Regions from separate parts of the Oryctolagus cuniculus genome. Here region 2 is linked to region 1. The links are chromatin contacts, called in public Micro-C maps. All regions are on one chromosome and are shown on one strand. The core of a region is the stretch at or near the end of the contact, and the rest is flanking DNA. Distances in the headings are between cores, read along the strand shown. Region 1 holds the start of NETO2 (neuropilin and tolloid like 2). Region 2 holds the start of ABCC12 (ATP binding cassette subfamily C member 12).

Region 1 (5,553 bases), core at 1,642-4,141:
AACAATTCAAATACAGAACTCCCCAGCTGAGAGAGATGCAAACTGCTTTCCTTTTGATTTAGCTAACATATGGTCACACAGTAGTCTCAGCTATGATCTGTGCTTTACTACATTCCTCGAAAAACCTACTACAGATGCTTACACCAGCACATCTAAAAGATAGGTGTCTTAAAGGGGAATCACAAAGTGAACATTCTCAGTTGCAACTTACTCCCAAGCCAACATACTAGGTTTTATCAAAATGATACTACCAGTAAGAGCTACTAAGCTAAATGAAGAAGTACTATGTATCTACTTTTTAAATTACTACAGATTCTCTAATCTCTCCTCTTCTTTTACATCCTCAACTGAACTGCCAGATTAACCTCCTCAGAACTCCATTAGCCCCGCTATTAAAAACTGCTCCTCTGGGAGCTGGTGGTGTGGCACAGCAGGTTAAGCTGCCAGTTGGGACACTCACATTCCATATCAGAGTCCAGGTTTGAATCCTGGCTGCTCTGCTTCTGATTCAACTCCCCGTTAATGCTTTCTGGGAGGCAGCAGACGATGGTGCAAGTACTTGTGTCCCTGCTACCCACATGGGAGACCCAAATGGAGTTTTAAGCTTCTGGCTTCAGTCTAATCTAGACCCAGCTGTTGTATTTGGGGAGTGAACTAGGAAACAAAGATTCGCATTCTCTCTCTCTCTCTCTCTCTGTTGCTCTGCCTTTCAAGTATATAAAAATAAACATTTTTAAATAAAACTATTCCTGTGACCTCCTGAATCAAGTGAAAGAGATTTCTTCTCCCTATCAGTCAAGCAAGTACAATCGACTTCTGAATCAATGGGTTCTGCATCTATGGTGGACTCAACCAATCTCCAGCGGAAACTATTCAGATTTTAAAAAAAGTGTCTAAACCAAACATAGACTTCTTGTCATTACTCCCGAAACAACAGAGTAGCACAACCAGTTACATAGTGTTTGCATTAGAGGAGCAACCTGACATGATTTAAAGCATACAGGAGGAGTCGAAAGTCATCTCCATTCATAATGCTATTTCACTCGAGGCACTCGAGCATCTATAGATTTTGGTACCCAGAGGGGTCCTGGAACCAGTCCCCTGTGGATTCTTGTATCTCCAGAACCAAAGCCCACCGATTTCAACCTGCTATTTTAACTGCTCCTAAACACATCTGCCACAAATTCAATGTTCACCTCCTGCTCCTTGCCTGATGCACTCTCCTCTACCCTTGCCATCTGGCCTTTCCATTCCTTGTGTCACCTCCTCCACCAAGCATTCTGATGACATCACACACACTGATTTCTCCTTCACTCAACCACTGTGCATTTAGAATCTATTTTGTTTCAGAAGCTGAGAAGGCCCCATCCTCCCAATCCTTTTTGTTCACGGTTCTCTGTGACTTAGACTTAATAGCCTTATTACTTCCTGCTACTATATATGCTCCTTTATTACATCTGTGGAATAGATTCTTTCTTCTGTGTCTGGAGGGAGCGGTCCCTTCCCAGGTTGGGAGGGACCAAAATACCATCATGGTACACGTCCTGCTTGGTTTACTTTTTCCTTGGAAAAGATTCCTAGATGTCTTACGTATTGGTTGGTGCTTGCTTGCAATCTGAGTTGCAGGTGATTGTCCTTAGGAACCCACTTTCACATCTCCCCCAGAACACATGGAGAAGCATCTTGGTACTAATTGGTGTCACATATGTTTTTCATTTGTAACCCTTGTGAATTACACTTTTGTGCCTTTCTTGAAGGGAGACAAGAAAAGGAAAAAGAGCCCGATACCCTTGGAATATTTTCCTCCCAGTAGCCCGACACTGTGCTTAGTTAAAGCTTGTCACATATTCATGACATCCTAGTAGGTACCGGGTACAGGCGCTAATATTCAATCAGGAATGGGAGGACCTGCCTTTGGTGGTTTCCCCAGTGACACTCATTGCTTTCTATGCACAATGAACATCCAATAAGTCGGCATCCAGTGAAAACACTGACCAGTCTCCCTGTCTTCAAGCGGCTTATATTTGAACAGGGTGGGGCTGGGAAGATTCAGGTGATCAGAGTCACAGTGCTACGCAAAAGATAAAACAGGACAATACTACCAACTGCGCGGGCTGTTGGCAAACGCGGACTTCGACAGCAGCAGGGTTAAGCGACCCATCAGCACGGCTTAGCTGGGGAGCCACAGCCCCAGGGCTCAGAGCCCTGCTCCCTCACCCAGTGCGTGGCTCCGGACAAACGACTTAACTTCTCTGGCCTCGGGTTTCCCGTCCACGACAGTGCCTGCCCCGGCGAGCCTGGGGAGGAAGCGTGTGGACATGGCCAGCGCTTGGCTCTGGGCCTGGCGACGCCGGGAGCGCGCAGGGCACGCAGCCATCGTGACCGCGGGTCACAGGAACTCACCTGCGCTGCCGGCCCGCTCTGCCCGGGTCCGGCCTCCCTGCCTCAGGCGGGCAGTCGAGCACAGCTGAGCTGGGGCCCAGTTTTGACCTTGAACTGAGGTCCTGGAGGACCGAGGGGGTCGGCTCCCCTTCCCACCTGCGTGGGCGGCCGGGGACCGGACAGGTGGGCAGCAGCTGCCGAGGCGGAGGTGGGCGGCGGCGGACGCCTTCAGGCCCGAAGCCTCGAGGGCTCGACTTGCTCCCCCCGCCCCACTCCCGGGCGCCCCACGGCGGCGGAGGATGGGTCAGCTCTCCCTCAGAACCGGGATCCCGGAGCCGCGGCCCCAAGCCTCCGCGGCGCGCCCCGCCCCCAGCAATAACGGTCGCCGGCCGGCGCGCGCAGCGGGCTGAGGGTGCGAGGCTGCGGGCGGACTCGCCAGGCGATTGGAGAGGAGGGGCGCCAGGGGCACGCGGGCGGGGGCGGGGCGGGGGCGGGCACATGCGCACGGGCGGCGCGGCCGGCACGCGGCGCTCGCGCTCCCCGCTTAAATGAGCCTGGCGCCCGCCACTTCAGTGGAGCCCGCGCCACGGCCGCGGGCGGAGCTGCTCGCGCCTCGTCCCGTGCTTTCGCTTCGGCGCGCCTCAGCTCCGGGGCGGTCGATGGAACGGGACGCCGCGCAGTCGGAGGCGGCGACCGTCGGGGAACGGGGACGACGCGGGACCCCGCCGAGGGGCTGGGGCATGGCGGGCCGCGGCATCTGAGCCCTGTCCCGCGGGGAGGGGAGGCAGCCTGCTGGCCGGCGATGGGGACGGAGCGGGGCTGCAGCCGCCGCCGCGCAGGGCCGTGAGCGCCGCGCCGGCGCCGCCTCAGTCCCTTCGCGAAGAGCCGGGCCGCTCGGGAACATGGCCCTGGAGCAGCTCTGCTCGGTCCTCAAAGGTAAGCGCCCGGGGCCGCGGACGGCGCCCCCTGCGGGCCGAGGCCGGCGCCTCCGCGTCCCTTCCCCGCGCCCGGCACCCGACGCGCCCCTTTGTCTGGGGGGCTCGCGGCCGCTGCGAGCGTCCCGCGAGCGCTCGCGCCCTTCCGGACCGACTTTGCTTCGCGGCGCTCCTCCTGCAGCCCTGCGTGCCTGGCGAGGCGTTTTGCTGGGGCCGTGTTGCTCCTGGAGGGTCCTCGGAGGCTCTGCCCCCAGCGCCTCGGGGAGAATTCCTCTGACCTCTCCGCGCGAAGTTGTGGGATTCAGTGTCCGCGGGAGCTCAGGCCGGCCCTTCGCAACCTGTCACAGCAGAAAGTAATGCCGCTGCAACAATAGGAACCCCGATCGAGAAGCGGCGGCGGGCGGCGGCGCGGGCCTGCCCGGCCGGATCCCACCTGCTGCGACCGCGAAGGCTGCGGCACCACTGCGGGCGCCGCGGACCCGGCCGCCGGCCCCTGGGCAGCGCCCGGGACGCCCCGCTCCCCCGAACCGCACTCTTCCCGCTCGCTTCCCCGAGGTCTGGGAGTACGCGTGCGCTGGTGTTTGATGCTGGATACGGAACGGTCGCTCGCCGGGAGCTCAGAGACGTGTTCTAGCGGCCCTCGCTGCCCAGGGAGAGTTATGTGGGATAGGAATTGATACACGGTAGCCAATAAAGGTGGTGATACAAACTTGCTTCTGAAACTCGGACTGAATAAATCTTTTAAGTTCTCAGTACCACTGCTGGATCAAGGACTTCCCTCTCCCCCTTCTGATTTAGATTGAAAATTGGATGTCTGTATTTATAACGTGATTTTGTGTATGTACAGAGGGAGGAGGTAAGACCGTGCTACCATCTATAGAATATTTTTGGAGGTTTTTTTCCTACTTCGTATTAACACTTTTGTTTCAAATTTGTTTTCCTAGCGAGTTCAGGGTAATTTTGCTTTTGACATTAATTAGACAGATTAACTCCAAATACTCCTAAACTCATAAGATTTCAGCCGTTTAAAATATCTTAATTGTACACTGACATAGTAGGTGCAGCTTGCACCTAGGACTTTCTAGGTGATGAATATTTCAGTCAGTTCATAAATTCTGGTGATTCCTTCACTACGAACTCTGAAATTCTGTAGTTTGTCCTAGCTGTAACTCCCAGTTTATATAATGAGAAATTGAGTTTGTCTTCCTCCCATGATAAACCACATGCACCGTGGTCTCCGATAGTGCCGCTTGTCCGAATTCCCTGCTGCCGTTAACGATGTCGCACGGCGGCAGTAGGGTCGTCAGGGTGGCCTGAAGGCCGGTCCGAGGAGGCGGCCCATCCGCCGAGAAGCAGCGATTCGGGCAGAACCTGGCAAACCTGAGCCGGGCCAGGCAGAGTCCGGGCAGAGCCTTCTCCAGGGGAGGAGGGATTTGCGGCTTTGCTGCCTCTGCCGTGGGTGCACACTGCCCTCTCTGGCCGCCCTGGCGAAGCGTTTGATTGTTGCACCTTTCTGAAAAGGAATTCCGTGGCGTTGGCAGAGCTACAGTGAAAATAATGTAGTATCTGCTTCCTCTTCTTAATGTTCCCCGACCTACGCTGTTTTTGCATGCTGGAGTATTTTCAGGCACAAGTCAAGTTGTTGTTGTTGCTGTTGTAAGCTTACTAGAAAGCAGTTTGTCCTTAAGCGTTCTAGGTATGGAGGACTTGATCTGGAAAGATTCGATGTATTTCTAACAAAAGTTGATTCTGAGAAGGAAATCTGGGAGACTGAAAGGCCAGAGTGAAGGGAGAACTTAGGTTCCATTGCACTCATTAGTATCACCTGTTTTTTACCCAAATACATGCATTACCTAACTAAAAACATTGGTATTTAAAAATTACCTTTTAACAACATTGGCCTTTCCCAACATCCATTGTGTGCCTCAAGGATCCTTGTAAGGCAGATTGCTTCAGCGTGGAGGGTTCTTTTCTGAAGCAGCTATTTAACGTTTCATAATTATAGATATTACCTACCAGTAGCATTGTTTGCAATATTATGGTCAGTTTCTACTAAAACACATCAGCCGTAATGAGTATGGGAGCTTTAAAATAGAAGGCAGTTTTAGTTCATTAAGATGCCATTTATTCTATTTTTACTTTAAGCAGTGAGAACAAAAGAATAACTCTATGGGCTTTTTAGACCTTTTGTTTACAGTATTACTGAAGCTGAATGGTTCACTTTTAACTGTGTGAC
Region 2 (5,696 bases), core at 1,685-4,184, 920 kb before region 1:
TCACGGCTTCTGTAATCGTTCTGTTGTTTATTAGAAGGTTTTCTCTCTCATTGTTGGCTACCTGCCTTCTGGCTGACCAACCCTGCTGCTCCTTGCACTTAACGCTGTAAACATCCATTCAGATTTCTCCGCCACTTTCCAAAGTCTTTTCACATCAACTCCGTTGGCCGTTTCTACCGTGCCTCTCTCCTTAGGCAAAGAGAATGAAAAACCCAACTCCCCTCTTAGCAGATACCTCTGTGGATTTCTACCAGACAGGTCCTAATAGCAACACAGCAACTAGAAATCTTATTTCTTGGGAAATCTGGCTAATTTTTAGAAAATATTTATTTATTTGTAAGTGGAATTATGGAGAGAGACAGAGATTTTCTATCTGCTGATTCACTCCCCAAATGGCTGCAAAGGCTGGGGCTGGACCAGGCCAAAGCCAGGAGCCAGGACCTCCATCTGGGTCTCCTATGTGGGTGGCAGGGGCCTAGTAACTTGGACCAAATTTCATTGCTTTCCCAGGCACATTAACTGAGAGCTGGATCAGAAGTGGAGCAGCCAGGACTCAAACTGGTGCCCATATGGGATGCCCGGCACTGAGGGCAGCAACAGTGCTTAAATATATATATTTATATATTTAAGATTTATTTATTTATTTGAAAGACAGAGTTACAGAGAGGCAGAGGCAGAGAGAGAGAGAGAGAGAGGTCTTCCATCTGCTGGTTCACTCCCCAAATGGCTGCAATGGCCAAAGCTGTGCCGATTGGAAGCCAGGAGCCAGGAGCCAGGTCTCCTGCGTGGGTGCAGGGGCCCAAGCACTTGGGCCATCCTCCACTGCTTTCCCAGACCACAACAGAGAGCTGGATTGGAAGTGGAGCAGCCAAGACTAAAACCAGTGTCCACATGGATGACAGCACCACAGGCGAGGTGGCGCCTGTGGCTTTGCCACGGTGCTGGCCCCTATTTTAACATTATTATTTACAAAGGATAACTGCTGCTTCTTGAGTGTTTCCAATGTTTAAGGCATGTCACTCACATGATTGAATTTAGTCCTTAATGAATTTACAACACATTGAGGTTACAATTCTCCTTTTGTGTGGTTTCTATTTTCGGCCCTCCATGGCACCAATTCTATGCATCGCCAGCAGGGGGCTTCACAATCCTTCCTGGGACTTGGGGCCAGATCTCTTTAATTCTCTCCCCCTCTCTCTTTCTCCTTCCCCTCTCCCACTGGTCTCATTTTTAAAAGAATTTCAGACAGCCTCACAGAACCTCCGTGGTGGAAAATCCTCTTTCCTTTTCACCACTGAGTGCCACGGTTCCTGTTGGACACACAGACTCCCCCCCCCACCCCCGCCCCCCGTCACGTTTAAACTGTGTGTCAGATCTCCCTGGATACCGCTGGGCTGACATGTTTGTGTACAACATAAAAGTATTCAAACGATCAAGGAAGCCAGAGCTGGGATTCCTGGTTGCTTTCTTCTCCCTGCAGTCAGTGCACTGGGTTCTCCCGCCTTTCCTCCCCCGCAGGGGTCTCCGCAGGCTGGGCTTCAGCTCTGTGACCTTGGCTGAGTCTCTTCACTGCCTGCTGCAGGCACCCATCTGTTCTTGTCCGACTCCTTTGGGCAGAGACTGGACAGCCCCTCCCCTGCCCTACTTCCCCTCTGCTCCCCATAGGCCAACAGTCTTCTCTCCAAAGTCCCCAACCGAGGCTAGTCTCGGTGCAAGGCCACCTCCGCCAGGCCTTCCAGGGACATGGAGGAAACGCGCGGGAATCCCCCTTTCTGTCAACATGGCCGGATTTGCGTGCATCCTCTGAAGCTGGGAGACAGGGAGAGGGAGTCTGGGGGTGCTGGGGGGACCTCCTGGGGTGGGGGGATGGTAAACAGGATTAAGCACTTCCCTGTACAAAAGGGCTCTGCAAATACCAGCTGACTGTATTAGCGGTAGTGCGGCCGTGGGGAAGGGATGGAGGCTGTGGAAGGGGGACAAGAACACCCCCGTTGGGCCAGCCCCCTCCCCAGGCTGGGGATCTGGCCACCCCACAATCCCCTGCTCACTCCTGTCTCACTCTTGTCCTGAAGATGAGTGTGGGGTTGGGCACAGGCAGTGATCTGCATCTTCAGGAAGTTGTGCGGCCAGAACCAGCCAGCAGGGGGAGAACTTGGCCAGCAGGAGGGAAAGCAGAGCCCTGGGCCGCTAGGAAAAAAAAAAAAAAGAAAAGAAATGCTACAGCAACATTTGTCATAAAATCTGTTTGAGTCAGGTGGAGAAGGTCTCCTAAGGTGCCTAAGTAATTCTTGAAAATGAGTCAACGTTTATTTCTGACTGCAAGGATCTTGCACCCTCCCAACCCCGTGGAAGCCACACACTCACTTTGGCTTGCAACGGCCCAGAAAAGACCTGTGCCCCCGTTGGCAGTGCTTGAGTAAGGACAAACCTGAAACCTTCATGCAAAAGAGGGAGCAGCTAGGGCCTGTCTCAAACTTACCTTCCGCTCAATGCAAGATAAAAAAAAAAAAAGTTCAAATCGCACCTTTGTTTTCGGCCACACGAGCAGGGACTGTATGGATGAGCGTTTCTGTGTTTTGAAAATGGGACTCCTTGCACCTTCCCTGCCTGCAGGGTTGCCTCGCCTTTGCAGGAGGCAGAGGGGGAAATGGGACGCATTCTCGAAGGCAGGTGCCTGGAATAGGACTCAGGAGACTTGGGTGCTGGTCTCAGCTCCTGCCCCAAGCCACTCGTGCAAGGCATCTTGCTTCTCTGTCTCCACAGCTGGGGACGGGCTCTTCCACAAAGCTGTGCTGTGGCCAGCCACAGAAGGGGTGGCCGTCCCTGAAGGCACTGGTCCACGACACGGGCCCCTCCCGGAAGGGGCAGTGCCCTTTAATGTGGGTGGAGGGAATGTTGGCCCCCCAGAGTTCCCTCCTTGGGGGTGGTGGGAGCGGCAGTTGAATGGGGCAGTTGGAGAGGAGGGCTCCGGGCAGGTGGGACGCGAGGAGCCAGAGCAGAGGTGCGTGGAGAGGTGGGCAGCAGGCTCCGAGCCCCATGGCTTCTGATTGGTCCCTCCTCCTCTGCTTGCAGCCCTGAGGACCAGCGTGCTCCCTGCTCAGGTAAGCACCTGTGTGTTGCGGTCAGTGGCCACCAGCTGGTCCCTGGGGCTGTGGAGGGTGACACCCTCCACTGTGGCTGCCTCTGTGTGAGTGTTGCTGGGGGCAGGGGGAAGCAGGGACTTGGGGATCTCAGAGGGTCGGGGGGATCCTGGGGCACTTCCATTTTGGGAGGTTTCAGCTATCATCAAGGAAAAGCAGAAATCCCAAGACGGGAGTTCAGAATCTGTGACATACAAACAGTCTATATTGAATAAATTGGTCTTTTGACACACACACAGTACTGTTCACAAGTCAATCATGGGAGATGGAGATACACACACACACACACACACACACACCCCTTGAATGCCTGCTGCATCGCTGTGTGGCTCTCATAGTTTCAACCCAAGGGCTTTCCTCTTCTTCCGTTGTATCTGTACTGAGTCAGTGACCTCGTTGGGGACCCCCCCTCCCCGGGGATGCGAGGACGTAAACCAGATCCCTCCCTTCCCGCACCCTCAGATTTCTTGCACAAGCGTCCTCATCTCCCCTCTCCACTTCCTTCCTCCTCTCCCACACCAGCCCCTCATCCTTCAGGGTCCTTGCCCGGTCTGGCTGCCCACGATGGTGCCTGGACACGTGGAGAGGTGAGGGGCGGGGCCTGAGGACAGCTTTGGCGCTGCACCTCTGGGCTGGAGACTGACAGCGCTGGAGGAAGGGGTCGGGGCAGCATGAGACCATCCCTGTTGATAATGCACTATGGGCTTTAAAAAGGGCTTGCAGGGGGAGGGCCACAGTCCCTGATCCAGCAAGGTCGTGGGGAAAGGCTTGGGGACACGGAGGAAGGGCTCCTGTGATGGGCACCAGCAAAGACTGGTTCTCAGGCACAAAGCTGTGAATTTTCTGGGTTGGGGGGACAGACAGAAATAAGAGTAAGTAGGAAATGTTTCTCCTTGAGATACCCTCTAGACATCTGTTCTCCCACTGTGGACAGAGACAAGGATGGAGAAAAATGAGTGCACTCCCTGGCAAAGAGCAGTGCAAATGTGGGGAGACAGTAAGGAGGGGTGGGGACTGTATTGAACAGAGGCATGCCCCACCTGCTCGGCATCAGCTGGTGGAAGCCACACCAGCAACTGGAACTCACGATTTTCCGACAAAAGCAGAAAGTTTTTATTTTTTTTAAAGATTTATTTATTTATTTGAAAGAGTTACACAGAAAGAGAAGGAGAGGCAGAGAGAGAGAGAGAGAGAGAGAGAGAGAGAGAGAGAGGTCTTCGATCAGCTGGTTCACTCCCCAAATGACCACAATGGCCAGGCTGAAGCCAGGAGCCAGGAGCTTCTTCCAGGTCTCCCATACGGGTGCAGGGGCCCAAGCACTTAGGCCATCCTCCACTACCTTCCCAGGTGCATCAGCATGGAGCTGGAATGGAAGTGGAGCAGCCGGGACTTGAACCAATGCCCATATGGGGTGCCAGCATGGAGGCAGCGGCTTTACCCGCTATGCCACAGTGCTGGCCCCATAAATGTATCTTAAAAAAATGAAAGACATGGTGTCTCCTAATTATTGTTTTCCACAAAGTAGAAGGAGATTTTAACAGTGCAGATCCTGATAAAGGGACCAGTACATCAGTGTATCTGTTTGCATCCTGTGCTCCCAACAGAGTCCTTCCTGCTTCTGCCGTGCAGTCTGTTGAGGTCAGGGTGGGCGCCGTCCCCTTGCAAGCGAGCAGGAGCACCGGGGACTTTGTGCTGTCTCCTGCTGACCCTCAGCTGCTCCGCTGGAGAGAGCCAGGCCAGGGACAGAGTCGTGATGGCTGCAGGGCCCCTGGCCTGGCCACTCCCAGCTCTCACTAAGCTGCCCCACTGCTCCCTGTCCCCCGTGACTGTGAGAGCAGATTTCTCACCTCAGGCAGCTCCTCACTCCTGGCAGAGGCTGGCATGACAGACGGCGATGGAGACGTTAGCCAAAGCAGACTTCCTGATTTACAAAGCCTCATTTCCCCCCGCGGCTGCCGAATTTAGCAACGTGCCATTCCAGCTGCAAGGCTTCCAAGCCGTCTTAGGTAATCACAGCTCTGCTTGCCCCGCTGAGTATTCAAGGAAATTACCTCTCAGCGCCCATTGCCTATGCATTCTGATTGCCCCAACCTGGCCCTGCAGGCCTGGCCTCCTGAACTGGGCTCAGGACCCCTAAGGGAAGCTGTGACAGCTACCTGTGAGCACCCTTGGCTGTCAGCACTGTGAGTGGAAAAACAGAAACTATAGGTGCAGGGTTCTCCTGGCGCGGGGTCCCAGCTGTGCACAAGACGCACCAGGCTGGAGGGCCTGGGGAGTTTATTCTGCAGAGGGGAGAACAGCCCACCCGGGGTTGGGGCAGCTGAAGGAAACAAAGACCATTTTCCGATAGCAGAAGGCGTACACCCAGGGGACACAGGCGTGCTATGCCCGGCTCCTGAGACCAGAGCCAGTGCTCAGAGCCCTGAGTTCCACAGAAGGAAAAAGCTCACTCCCTTTAGGGCTCTTTCCTTAAAAAAAAAAGTTTCATTTTTTCTTTTCAAATTCGCAGAAAAGTAGCAAGAGTCGTGCTGAGAAATCCTAACTACCCTTGCCCGA

Evidence for each region. Hi-C and Micro-C count contacts between places; a contact is called where the count stands out from the background.
Region 2: a contact with region 1 is called in a Micro-C map of ear pinna, with 8 times the contacts expected there. The contact joins the promoter of ABCC12 here to the promoter of NETO2 in region 1. A contact is called at or near these places in 2 of 6 Hi-C or Micro-C datasets (ear pinna and an unstated tissue).

What each region holds. Positions count from the first base shown.
Region 1 is chr18:30,958,878-30,964,430 of mOryCun1.1, reverse strand. NETO2 (neuropilin and tolloid like 2) reads left to right here and starts at 2,891. Exons shown (of 8, transcript XM_051833887.2): 1 at 2,891-3,318. The coding sequence starts at 3,285. LOC108175508 (a long non-coding RNA gene) reads right to left here and starts at 2,821. Exons shown (of 7, transcript XR_011384209.1): 1 at 2,404-2,821.
Region 2 is chr18:31,881,580-31,887,275 of mOryCun1.1, reverse strand. It overlaps ABCC12 (ATP binding cassette subfamily C member 12), which reads left to right and starts at 2,934. Exons shown (of 29, transcript XM_051833879.2): 1 at 2,934-3,101.